Linked DNA regions of Mus musculus: all the other regions are linked to region 1. The links are chromatin contacts, called in public HiChIP or PLAC-seq maps. All regions are on one chromosome and are shown on one strand. The core of a region is the stretch at or near the end of the contact, and the rest is flanking DNA. Distances in the headings are between cores, read along the strand shown. Region 1 holds the start of Mlph (melanophilin). Region 2 overlaps Gm9991 (a long non-coding RNA gene). Region 3 has its middle 26 kb from the start of Gm35332.

Region 1 (4,405 bases), core at 951-3,450:
CCCCTGATTGGGCTAGGCAAGTCCTGCTGATAAAGGTGTAAACAGAGGTGTCAGCTATGACTCCTTTGGAGCTGACTCCAGAGCTTCTGGGTGTGGTTATGTGTATGTAGATAGGGTTTACACCACAGGGGTACTGGGGCCTCCAGACTCCAGAAGAAGGATGGACACACTGCCACTCAGAAGCATCCCCTTCCCCGACAGATGTGCCAGGTGCTACCATGGAGCTCTGGAAAGGTTCCTGCAAGCCAGACTGCCTGGTATCGCTTCTAGCTTGATCTCTTCATTCTCATTGGCTCTGGTCATCGGTTCTGACCTACATGCAAGGCTTCTACTCTAGGCTGTGACAAGAACTGAACCAGGTGCAGCTACAGAGCCTGCAGCTGGGCTTCCAAACCAATTCAGGCATAGGCAGCTTGGGTGCTTCAGGTCCCTCCTGCTCTCAAGATCTCACTGTCTACTGTGAGAGGTTGGGGCCCATGGGTGATCCTGCCACTGTCAGCTGGCATATGCTGAGTTGTCCCTCAGTTTGTTTGCTCACAGTCACTGATGTGCCAGGTTCTGGGACAGGTGGCACTAGAAGCAGATAAGCTGGCCTTTATCTACAAAGGTCTCTGGTCATCTCTAGCCCAGTATGATGCTGGGATCTTAGACTTAAGAGGCACCATGGTGGTAGGGTACAGGGTGCATACATGTTAGGGATGTGTGTGTCTTCTTTCAGAAGTCGCTTTTGAAAAGAACAAGACAGTGAGCCCTAAAAGGTGCTTTGACTGCATGGCCAGCACACATGGCCGTCCTGCATCCATACTGAAGGAAGGGAACGGTATCATTAGCCTACAGGCTCTGGTGTCCTCTTTACCCTTTCCTTACCTCCCCCCTCTCCCAGTTCCCCCTCCTTGACCTCCCCCTCCCCCAGTGTCCCTCTCCAACCTCCCTCCTCCTCTAGTTCTCAGCAGCTTTTCAGAGTCACTAATGCATCAGGATGACCCACCAGCTTCTCATGCTTGTGCCTGGACCAGGTTCCAAGTCCTGTGAGGCACCTGCCCTGGTACCCACTTTGGAGATGGGGCACTGATGCTGGGTGAGATGGAAGAACTCACCTCCCCACCTTGCCTGGTGATGCTCTAAGAAGTGACACCTTGGAGACCTGGGCCCGGAGGGGTGATGCTCGTGGCCAGGAAAGCTGTTGCTGTGTCTTACTAAGGCCTTGTAATCAGTTGGGAGATGGGTGTGTGTTAAATGACACACATCTGGGCCAGGGAGCCATCAGGCTCAGGGGTTCACCAACTTCAATGCCCAGCTACCCCTGGTCTTTAGCCCATCCCTTTTCCTGAGACTTGTGCCCTGGGTATCTAGGGGAGTCTTGTACCCTGGTTATTACTCAAAGCCCTCAGAAGGAAACAAGAGCAATCCTTGTGGCATAGAAACAGAACAGACAACAGCACCAACTCATTTCCGATGAAAGCAAAGAACTGTGTTTTTAGTTCAGGTCAGTAGGACATAGGTGTGTGCTCTGTGAAATCTTCCTGCATCTGTGAGACTCAGCTCTCTCCCAGGCTTGGACACAGTGGGGTGACACTCGAGGTGTTAACACATTTCCTCTCACATCTTCATAATAAGAAGGAGGGCCTAGAGGACCTATGGTCCAACAACAACAACAACAACAACAACAACAACAACAACAACATGATTCCACTAAGTCCGGAGGAGGGCAGGTGCCTCCTTCATGCACCTATCTGCTTTCTTCTTGCTCCCAGAAGACAGCCAAGAGGAAGCCAAGAGGGCAGCCAAGAGGAAGTTTCTGTACAAATAGCCTCTCACCCTGGGCTCCGGTCCAAGTCTCCCGAAGGCACCAGCTTTTAGCTCAAAGGAAGCTTTTAATTAAAACCAACTGTTTAGCCCCAAATGGGCTCCCCAAGGATTTCGCCCATTGTGTTTAAGGCATCCAGAAGAAGCCCAGAGTTCAGAAGTAAGGTGTCGCTGCACCCTCCCTGAGCCAGATTCCCTCTTCTGGGAGTTCTGCAAGCCCCAGGTCCTTGGTGCACTCACCAGCCTCTCTCCTGGGAATGCCCAGCCTGTAGCTCTGGCTCGGTGGGTCCTGGCCTCTGCTCCTTTCTCTTAGCTCCTGAGAGAGAAACCCCAGGCACCGAGCGAGGCCAGTGTCAGGGTGCACTGAGCTAGACAGAGCTGTGTGCGGGGATCCAGGCAGCTGTGGCGCCGGTCCTGCCCAACTTGCGGCTCAGATCACGTGGGCTACTCCTGACCCGCCCAGCTCCGGGATCGACGTGCACCCCAGGGTGCCTGGACAGGCCAAGAGCAGAGCGGACTCCAGTGGCCCTCCTGGGAGGCGCTGAAGTGGGTATGGAGGACAGAGGCACCTTGTCCCCAAGCCGGTTGAGAGCAGAACACGCGTTGGAGTTGTGCGCTCATTTCCACCACTGGGTTCTGGTCCCCCATAGGAGGGATCTGCTGGCAAACCGCATCCTCTGAGAACACGGCACCTCCGCAAATATCCATTTTAACTCTTTACTTAGCTTCACAGACAGGGAAACTGAGGAAAAGCGCCCTACCCAAAGTCACCAACTTCTTAGTGAGACTGTGAGCCCAGGTTTCCAGCTGGAGTCGCTGTCCCCCAGGCCCTCAGATGGACTCACAAGCGGCCCCCCCCCCCCAGTCCGGCCAAGGCCTTGACTATTGAAAACAGTCCAGTAGGTCTGTGGTCTGAGAAGCTCCACCCAGAGATCTGCCCTGGATGTTGAAAGAACATAACCTCCCCCCATGCCGCAGCATAAGAGCACCCTGACCCCTTCCCTATGGCTATATTAAAAAACCAACCAAACAAAAATTCACTTAGCCAAGTGTGTGCTAGTTCACACCCAAAATCCCAACACTTGGGAGGCTGAAGCAGGAGGATTGCTGAAAGTTTCAGACCAACCTGTTTTAGTATTGAGTTCCAGCCAGGCCAGCCTGAGCTACAGAGAGAGGCCTCTACTCTTTGAGGACAACTTTTACAACTCAGTGCTGGCATCTGCAACATAGAGACAGGGCCGTAAACAATAACTAGCTCCAGGGTGGACAGATGTGATAGTAGCATTTATTCCCTGTCAGCAGGAGAGGAAAGGGAACCTTAGAAGACATGCTTTGGGTCATCTGCAGATGTGTGTGTGTGCGCGCGCGCGCGTGCGCGCGTGTGTGTGTGTGTGTGTGTGTGTGTGTGTGTGTGTGTGTGACTGAATATGTGATTGTGTGTGTGCATATGACTGAGTATGTGACTCTCTCTGTGTGTGCATATGACTATGTGATTCTCTGTGTATGTGTGCATGACTGAGTGTGTGAGTCTCTCTGTGTGTGCATATGACTGTGTATGTGATTGTGTGTGTGTGTGTGTGTGTGCATATGACTGTGTATGTGATTATGTGTGTGTGTGTGTGTGTGTGTGTGCATATGACTGAGTATGTGACTCTCTCTGTGTGTGCATATAACTATGTGATTCTCTGTGTATGTGTGCATGACTGAGTGTGTGAGTCTCTCTGTGTGTGCATATGACTGTGTATGTGATTGTGTGTGTGTGTGTGTGTGTGCATATGACTGTGTATGTGATTATGTGTGTGTGTGTGTGTGTGTGTGCATATGACTGAGTATGTGACTCTCTCTGTGTGTGCATATAACTATGTGATTCTCTGTGTATGTGTGCATGACTGAGTGTGTGAGTCTCTCTGTGTGTGCATATGACTGTGTATGTGATTATGTGTGTGTGTGTGCATATGACTGAGTATGTGGTTGTGTGTGTGTGATTAAGCAGCAGCTGTGTGACTTGGGATTCTTAGGAGAAGCATGACTTTCTGGCAGCCTCACCCTGAACAGGCCGCCCCCCACAGCCTCACTGCTGTCCGGCACCTGGTGTTAGTAATAAACTCGACACAGCAAGTTGCTTTGGACTCAATATTCACAGCACACCGCCACATGAGCTCCTGGCAAACACTCACTAAGGCCAGCAGAAATCCGTTTCATCCTGTCTGATGATGTAGGCTATGTACTGCACGGTTGCTTGATGTTTACTGGTGGGCAGGTTCTTTTCGAAAGATAATTCTGCTACAAATCTTACTGTAGAAAGGAATATCAACACTGTGTATTTAGTGTGCCTCAGATGGTGCAGACATGATTGCAGCCATCCTTCCACACTCAGAGCATGATCCCTAGAATAAAAATGAAGTTCGGAATTTCAATTTGAGTCAAAGAGTACATGCAATGTAGAAGCAATTTTAAAACTGATGAAGCAATCTTGAAGTGATAAGAAGTCACTGGTGTGACACAAAGGACTCCTCGTTCCCCTCAGCCACTTGTGAAGGATGTATGGGTGGTCAGGTGACAGTATGTACTGAACCAGGATGGCCCTCCTGAAGTTCAG
Region 2 (4,405 bases), core at 1,176-3,675, 240 kb after region 1:
AAAGCCATGCAGGGAGCTTCAGGAACTCATCCTCTATGAACTGTCATCTATGTTTGCAATGGGCTTCTTGGTGATAGAGTGGCCTTTGAGCCACTTATGCTCCTATAAATAATCCCAATAAACTGGTTCACTAAGCTAGACTTGGGTAGAATGTGTTCTTTAGTGTGTTGTCTGTGCCCTGTCTGGGATGAATAGACATTTCATCACCTCTCCCTAGGGTCAGTCACATGACAGCCATTTACTTGCCTCCTAGTGATTACTACCCTGCTTTAATTTCTTCTAAGAACACTGACTAGTGATGGATGACTGAGGATCTCCCTTCTGCATGTTAATTAGATACGTTATGCAATGCTTGGATTTACTTGTTTTTGAAATCCACTAAGGAAAAAATCAGAATTCTTCAGGAAAGAATGAAATTCCTCCAGGTGTGTTCTTTGGGTTCTACGATGGAACATAGGATCTGCTTCCAGCTGCCATGGGGCATCATGCACACACACACACACACACACACACACACACACACACACACATGTGCACACTCATACACATGCCATGGCACTTGTGTGGTGCTTAGAAGATAACTTTTGGAAGTCAGTTCTCTCCTTCCATAGTGTGTTCCAGGCATAGAATTCAGATAATCGGGCTTACATAGCAAGAGCTTTTATTTTCTGAGCCATCTCATAAGCCAGACAGCAAATATTTTAACCAAGTTCACATAAGCTTTCAGGAGTGATCTTGGTAGGAAGCAGGCACCTTGGGGAGAATTTTCCATTTTCTTCATGAATTGTCCTTCAATGTTTGCCCAGAACAGTAGAAAGCACATTTAAGGATGCCGAGAAGGATAGATGTGAGCTCCTATGACTTCCTGTTGTTGTGGTAGCTAAGATACTCTCAAGTGCGGTCCAGCACAGCTGCAATGCTGTCAAGCAGAGATGACCACAACCTTCTCTGTAGTCCTGCAAGTCTCTCACACCCGGGACACAGGCACGACCCTTTTCCTTTCTATAATATTTGATTTCCTGTCAAGGGGCTAAGCCAACGGAGCCAAGGGTCCAGATGTTCCCACTACTCCCATCAGTGGCCCCGCCTCCCCCCACCTGCACTGAGACCTCTTGCTCCAGGGAGATGCATCTTCCCTGTGTACATTTGACACCATCTGGAGACACAAATGCGTGACTCCTATTGCCTTCCCTATGCGCAGCAGACTCTGCACTAGGAATGAGTTATAGTTTTTATTTGTTTCTTTCTCTTTCCCTCGAGTCTTTGCTGTACCTTTGCATTAGCAATGTAACACACATGGTGAGAGGCTTTCAGATACAGGAAAGCATGGAGATGATCAGAACCTCCTCTGAAAGCAGCATCTTGCCAGGGCTTCCGGTGATACTCTGACATTTGTACTCTGGGCTGGGTGACACGTGCAGCTTGACATGTAGGCAGAAGACATGGTCTGCAGTAGGACCGGATGCTGCCTTTTTGGTTGACCTTGGTGTCTGGAAGGCTTAGGAATTATCTGCATTTCAGTAGGAATGCAAAGGGTCAGCTTCAGATCTGGGGGTGGAAGATAGATAATAAATTCCCATCTCCACAGACATCCATGCCACAGCTGGAACTGGTGAGCTAGCATTATGATCTTCTCTGTGGCTTTCCTCCCTAAATGTTATTTCCCTAACTCCCTAAATGTTAGCTGGAAACAGGGGAGGGTGGTCAGGAATATCCAGGTGAGCTCAGACATGGTCATACACATCCTTATGAAAGGAGCACCGGGAGATGTGACATACATGGGGAGAAGCTCACATGACCCTGGAGGCAGTGATGGAAGTGAGCCAAGCCCAAGTCAACACCAGAAGCTGGAGAAGGAGGGGGAGGCTTCTCCTCTGCAGTGTCCAGAGGGATGGAAGCCTGTCTGTATCGTGGGTTGCCACTTATTTCAGACTTCTAGTCTCTTTGTTACTTTAAGCCAACAAGAATGTGGCAGTTCATTGCAGAAATTACAGAAAATCAAGGAATCAAACAGAATAGGCCCTGGTATGGAGCCAGGTCCTGGACCCAAAACACACCCAGTGTCAGAAATCAGGAAGTCAGACAGACAAACAAAAGGATAGAAAAGAGGGGTAGAATCAGGATCCAGTGCACTTCAGGTCCCTCCCAATATATAATTCTCCTCTTTGTGTTTCCAAAAGCTACATGTCCTGGGGCTCAGAGATGTGGTTCCATCTCAGCACAGATTCGTACTGAGGGAGCTGCATGCTATCCAACCTGTGAGGATTCAGACAAAGCCCTTCAGGCATATGGCTCTCCAGAGTGTCCAAACGTGAAGCTGACACCTCAAGAAAGAACCATGTCCTGTCAGAATGAAACAGGGATGTGCCTGAGATGCCAGGGGTGGGTGGTAGCACCCATGCACTGGCTCTGAGGGAGCAGGGTTAATGGCTCAGAAGTGGACTCATGTATTAGTCAGCCTTTCAGCACTGTGACAGGATCCTTGATGTCTATACCTTAAAAGGAGGATTTGGGTTTGTGGCTTCAGAGGTTTTGTGGGCCCCATTGCTATGGACCTGTGATAAGGCAGAACATAACCATGGAGGGAGGAGCTGTGTGGTGGATGCTGCTCACCCCAGGGAAACCAAGAAGCAGAAACAGGGGCAAGATAGACCTTTCAAAGACATGCCCCTGGTGACTCACCTCTTCCAACCAAACCCTCTCTCCTTCTAGTCCCTTTAGGTTATGAACTCATTAGTAGGGTAATTCATTGGTAAGGTTGAAGTCAGAGTCCTCACTGAATCAGATCATTGATGAAGCCCGAGTCTTTATGATCCCTTCAATTCCCAGCAGCACTCTCACCTGGGGATGAAGCCTTTGGAGGAGCACTTCATGTTAGAGTTTGAATATGAAACTTACCTCTTATGCTCATGTTTTGAATACCTCATCCCAAGCTGGTAGCACTAATTTTAGAGGAAACTTAAGGAGGTGGCATCTAGCTGGATGAAGGTCCCTGGGTGTGGGTTCTAGGGACTATATTCTCTCTGGTGTCTTTACCAACCCCCTTCCTGCCTCCTGTTGGCAAAGGGGTGAGTAGCAGCCCCTTTCACAGACTCCTGACACCAGGATGATGCTCTCCCCATACTCATGGGGAAGAGTAACCATGGGCTGAACCCTCTAAAACCACCAGCCAGGATAAATCCTACTCCCTCAAAGGGTCTTTAGAGGGATTTGGTCTCAGTGATAGGAAAAGTGAAATAACACACCCCACATCTAAGCCACTCACAGCCATTTCTAGAATATCCTATCCATCCCCCCTTGTATGTCATATTTCATTAGACGTTAGTTGACTCCTAAGGGAACTTGATGGTGAGTTTGCTCTAAGGGTCTCTCAGTGGCCTTCCTCTGTCCTGGAGATTTCCCCTTGAGGTGTTTGTGCTTGCCACCAGACCCCCTTGGGTCCCTGACTGAACTGGCCAGAGAGCAGCTGTGTGTTGCTCTCAGATTTCTTACAGAATGCTGACATCATGTACAGTCCTCCCCAGAAACACAAGAGCCAGGTGGGTATGAGGCAGAACACCCCACTGATAATTCCAGGCTGCGGCAGTGGGTGGGAGCCAGAAACTGAGAACTGAGGTGGAAGTAGCTGACTGGGCTGGGGGTGGGGACTTCCTGTCTGAGCCTGTGAATGATAGGACAAACCTTCCAGACTTCAGGTGGGGGAGGCTGCTACCCCGGGTTTGTGGGCAATCAGTTACCCTTTCCTCAAAGGCAACGCTGTGAGAGCTGTTGCCCGAGAACAGACTCCCTCCCTTTCCCAGAGCTTGGACAGCTGCCAGAGCCTGTCTTCTGGTCCCACAGTCCTGGACTGATAGAGAGCTTTCGGCCATGGAACTGAGAAAGTATCTGACCTTAGTGGAAAAAGCCATCACATCTCCTAAAAAAAACCTGCTCTTCCTCCAAATGCCAATGAGATAAACACTTCCATTCTCCAAGTGGAGTCTCTTCCAGGCAGGAATAGCTGCTCGTTAAGTTTTCTGCCTTACACTTGTGGTTTCAATCCCCATTGGGAAGTTTTGACCATTTGCTGGGTGGGGATGGGTATACGATTAAGAACAAATGTCTTGGCTGTGTGACTGTCAAAGCCCCAGGGACACTAATGCATCCGTGGGATTCAGACTGTGACTCAGCCCAGGGGCAGTGGCAGTTTACTGAAGAAGAGGCGGCAGGGTGGGTGACTCAGCCTCAGAGACTCCCATGAGCAGACAGAGATGGGACCACCAAGACATGTACAGCTCCAAGAAAGTTCAGAGCAGAGAGACACGGGGTGGGGTATGTATCCTGAGCTCTTCTTTCTCCAAAACGTTGGATGCTTCTAGAGGGCTGTGGGTTAAGACTTAGCCAAACTCTCCAGAGTGGTACAGAG
Region 3 (4,405 bases), core at 1,051-3,550, 190 kb after region 1:
TAATGTGGGATCTGGTACCTGAACCCAGGTCTCCTGTGAGAGTAGCAGGTGCTCTTAAGCTCCGAGTGTTCTCTCTACACCGTCTACAATGGTTTTAATAAAACTTGTCCCTGAGAGTTTGTCTTGGAAGACCCCAGATGGCACTGTTGTGAGATGGTAGGACACGGACCTTAGATCATAGGGATGCTGCTTTCAGGAGAGATGACTGTGGTTCTTTTGGGTCCTGACTATTTTCTATTGAGTAAGGAGAAGCCTTGGTTCCTATCTGTTGCACACTTGCTATATATCCACACAACCACACTGCTATGATGCCATCTGTCCCGAGGTCATCACCAGAGCCATGTTGAACAGGTACTATACCCCAAACCTTCATAACTATGAGCTAAGTAAAGCACTTATAAATGCCTCAGATATTCCATTATAAAAGGAGAAAGTGGTTGAATACATTATATTACAAGACTCAAAAATTTGTGTGCTCTTTGTCACATGATCTTGGCATAGACCTATCTTTTTATGACTTCAGAGTGGATACAGACATTAGAGTTTTCTATATATCCACATGTGGGTGGACATGGAAATGTATTTTGTCTTAACCCAAAGTGAGATAAAAATATTTTCTCCAGCCTAGAGATGCCATCCAGCTTCCTGGTTCACATGGCAGCTGGAATACCAATGTGAGTGGTTTGTTTATCTATTCATTTTTATTATACTCATTTATTTATTATGTTGCGTGGTTGTGCAGGCTATGTGGAGAGTCTCTTGTGGAAGTCATGGGCAACTTGTGGGAGTCTAGTTTACCGATTTATGATTATATTAATTTCTCTCAATTCTTCCTTTTATTATGTGATGATGAATGGCTCCATCCACAAGACTGACAAGCTTTTTCTAGAAGCCCATTGGCAGGGCAAGAATACATGGGACAAATCACTCTGTCAGACTTAACCCGAGTTGCCTTTCTCGGCAGTTCTGTTGGCCTCTCTGTAGCTTTGCAATATGGAGGGCTTTGCTGAAGCCTTCTAGTTATAACCTTCTGAGAGTTCTTTCTCACTTTACTACTGACCGACATTAAGCAACTGTCTTGATAAGAGTATGTAGTTGGGTTCTGTTCTCTGGTCCTTTCATCTTGATATGGAGTGTGGCAAACTCATCAAAGCACTTATCTTGAAGCATATCTTTGTCTGTCACTATATCTGTCACTCTTCTCCTGGGGGATGCATCTCGGTGACATTCTTTCTTCAGGAAGTATGCTCATTCCAGGCTCTGTCTGCTTGCTGAACCATAGATAATTTTTATGATGATTTTTGCTTGAGTTACTGTGATGATCAGTTTTTAGTGTCAACTTGACACAATCTACAATCACCCAGGAAGGCAGTTTCGATGAGGGATTGTTTATGTTGGCCTGTGAGCATTTCTTTGGGAGATTTCCTCGATTACTATTGTGGGTGGCACTATTCCCTAGGCAAGGGATCCTGGAATGTACAAGAACAGAGGCAGCAAGCTGAGCAAATGTGCATTCATTGCTCTCTTCCTGATTATGGATGTGACCAACTCCTTCAAGCTCCTGTCATTATAGACTGTAGCATGGAACTGTGAGCTGAGATAAATCTTTTCCTTTAAGTTGTTTTTATTAGGTATTTTATCCCAGCAACAGGAAAAGAAACTAAGACAGTCACTTAGATTTTTGACTCCTTCAGAAAGGATAAAGTCAACCAATTACTCCATAGCAATTTATCCTTTTATTTTAATGCACTGTTACTTAATGTATCTTAAGGTAAAGAAAGTTGTAATTTGTAGGTATATCCTGAAGTTAGAACCTCCATGTGTCCCTGGCAGCATGCTTTACCCATCTATTTTCAGCTTCCATCCCTCTCCTTTCTGTTTCCCTGGAGGAACAAATGCATTTCAGAAGCCCAGAACTGGTATTAGCTTCCAGCTACGGAAGCTATGCTCTGGGATTCAAGGTGATGCCACTCATAGGAATTTTCCTGAGGGGAGAGGAGTAGGGACCCAGGACCAGCTCTTGAGTGAACTTGGCACTCACATCACCTCTGGCAAGTTGTGTAGCTTTGGCAAGCTTCCTAACCTTTCATTGGGTGTATCTGCTGATCTACAATGGAAGGGCACAAAGATGCCTTGATCCTCTTTGGCTTACAAAACCCAGGATGCTGGACCCAAGAGGACAAATAGGTGGAGTGGATGGGTGAGCTCAGCTTTGTGTGGAAGCTGTGGAAGCTGGTGGCTCATCCATTCATGAGTCAGCGCTGAGTTAGTGGCCAAGACCAGTAGCTGTACCCGCTGGAGTGAGAGACTGATCAGAGAGCTGTTGAAGGGAACAGGGTGACTCACCTGGTCTGTTGGGACACCTCCTATCCCTATTCAGTATTGGTGACATTCTAGAGTCACTCTTCTAAGCAAGCCTCTCAGGCTTGGAGTCTGTTGGCCACGATGGCCACATACAGCTTTATTTATTCTGTAGATGGGGGAAATAGAGCTTTTGCTTTTACTGAGAAGTTAATTAGAAGGTTTAAAAGTCTGGCTCTGCAGTTTCTTGTTTGTTTTTGTTGTTGCCATACTGGGGATCAAACCTAAGGTCTGTGAGGCAAGTGTTCTGCTACTGCGCTATGCGCATCTCTAATCCTTGTGTTTTCTCTTTAAACTGACCAAGTCCAGCAGGCAGCCTCCCAGCCTTCCTCGAGCTCAGCCACATTGTGAGTTTTCCTTCCTCCAAGGCTCATGACCCTTTCCTGTAACCCAACGCCAGGCACACTCTGGTACCATTTATACCGTGTTTATTGTAGTAAAGAGAGGAATTAAATATTTCTCTAGTTCTCCTTAATACCCTATAAAGACACACACTTTTTTTTAAAAGAAAGAACAGTATGGTTTCCAAGAAGAAGAAAGAATGAGCAGATGTATAAAATCCAAACCAATGGATGTTTGAAAGTGAAATGACTGTGTGCCTATTTCCTCCCCAAGAACTGTGTACAGAAAACCTCCAACTGGAACAATAGTAGTTTGTTCTACTAAACAATAAATGTTTTTGAGGAATGAAAAACCTGGTGGAAAATTTAACACACTGTAAAAGCAGATCATTCCAATGGGCCTGTCTCAGTTACTTTTCTGTTGCTGTGATAAAAGTCGCTAACGGTGACTTCAGGGAGGAAGAGTCATCTGGGCTCATGGTTCCAGAGGGACACAGTCCATCATGGAGGCAAGGCAAGCTGGCAAGAGCAGGTGCTGGCTAATCATCCTGCATCCACACTCAGCCCAAGCCCAGCAACCCACTTCCTCCATTAAAGCTCCATCTCCTTAGGGTTCTCCAGCATTCTCCAGCAGTGCCAACAGTTGGGGAAACAAGAATTCAAGTACACAACCCTGTGGAGGACATTCCACACTCAAACCACACACACACACACACACACACACACACACACACACACACACACACACACACAGAGAGAGAGAGAGAGAGAGAGAGAGAGAGAGAGACAGAGAGAGAGACAGAGAGAGAGAGACAGAGAGAGAGAGAGAGAGGGAAGGAGGGAGGGAGGGAGGGAGGGAGGGAGGGAGGGAGGGAGAGAGGGAGAGAGGGAGGGAGAGAGAGATGGGCAACTGATATGCAAAACCAAAAACAAACAAACAAACAAACAAACAAAAACCAACCAACCAACCAAACAAACAAACAAACAAACAAAAAAACGCTTATGTTGTAAGTGAAAACAGCTACCCAGATACAAGGTCAATTTTACCAGCGTATCTCTTCAGTGTCCTGAAGTTGTATGTTCTGCACACATATACTGCACTTGGTTTCCTGCAAACATCATGAAGAACATTTAGGGAAAAGTTGGGGAAAAGGCTACTCACTTGCAGTAAAGTTTTCTTGTTAGTAAAGAAAACGTGGATACCAACAAGGCTGCCCAAGAGCTGTGCTTTCCCAGCCGTCAGTGAGGATCTTTGGGAACTTTGGAATCTGTTGTGCAAGTTATCCTACAGTTTGAGAAGTCACATAGTTTCTAAAAGCCGAGAGATATCATAAAGTTTAATGTAGTTGGGTCAGAATGAGCACATATGGTCACAGTTGGGTACCTTTAATAGTTGTGTTAGTTGGGTAAATCCACACAACTGAAGATGTTCAAACCAAGTGACCATGCTTGCTAGCACATGGGCTTGGACTATTCTCAGCAACAGTCCCAGAATACTTTGTGCTAAAAGAGAGGACACAGGTGAGAAGTGAGTCAGTAAATCTGACATGGTCTTGCTCTGGGCCCCCGTGTCTGCCCTGGGACAATGTGATTGTGGGTGTATGATCACTACTGTATGTGCTGTGCCGTGGTGGTTTGAATAGGAATGCCCCCCATCGATTCATGTGTTTAACTGCTTGGTAACATAGGGAGTGGCACTCTTG

What was found. HiChIP or PLAC-seq counts read pairs in DNA pulled down with a chosen protein or histone mark.
Region 2: a FOXA1 HiChIP or PLAC-seq map of pancreatic cancer cells shows a contact between it and region 1. The contact joins the enhancer-like site here to the promoter of Mlph in region 1. A contact is called at or near these places in 1 of 39 promoter capture datasets (cranial neural crest), 2 of 484 Hi-C or Micro-C datasets (both in uterus), 4 of 115 datasets of contacts at active chromatin or transcription factors (embryonic basal ganglia, embryonic stem cells, microglia and 1 more) and 1 of 9 other capture datasets (liver).
Region 3: a contact with region 1 is called in a FOXA1 HiChIP or PLAC-seq map of pancreatic cancer cells. The contact joins the enhancer-like site here to the promoter of Mlph in region 1. A contact is called at or near these places in 1 of 39 promoter capture datasets (stem cell-derived epiblast-like cells), 1 of 115 datasets of contacts at active chromatin or transcription factors (pancreatic cancer cells) and 2 of 9 other capture datasets (adipose tissue and pancreatic islet).

Annotation. Positions count from the first base shown.
Region 1 is chr1:90,912,895-90,917,299 of GRCm38.p6, reverse strand. Mlph (melanophilin) reads right to left here and starts at 2,200. Exons shown (of 16, transcript NM_053015.3): 1 at 2,047-2,200.
Region 2 is chr1:90,676,036-90,680,440 of GRCm38.p6, reverse strand. It overlaps Gm9991 (a long non-coding RNA gene), which reads right to left. Exons shown (of 3, transcript XR_878398.1): 3 at 786-1,548. Among named protein-coding and RNA genes, the nearest start is that of Gm9991, 3.8 kb to the right of the region's middle. Within about 2 kb of position 2,425, at least 26 of the 459 cell types and tissues checked have an H3K27ac peak or open chromatin away from gene starts, as enhancers often do. A contact at or near this core is called in pancreatic cancer cells, where this site is marked.
Region 3 is chr1:90,727,541-90,731,945 of GRCm38.p6, reverse strand. No RefSeq gene overlaps it. Among named protein-coding and RNA genes, the nearest start is that of Gm35332, 26 kb to the right of the region's middle. Within about 2 kb of position 2,300, at least 23 of the 459 cell types and tissues checked have an H3K27ac peak or open chromatin away from gene starts, as enhancers often do. A contact at or near this core is called in pancreatic cancer cells, where this site is marked.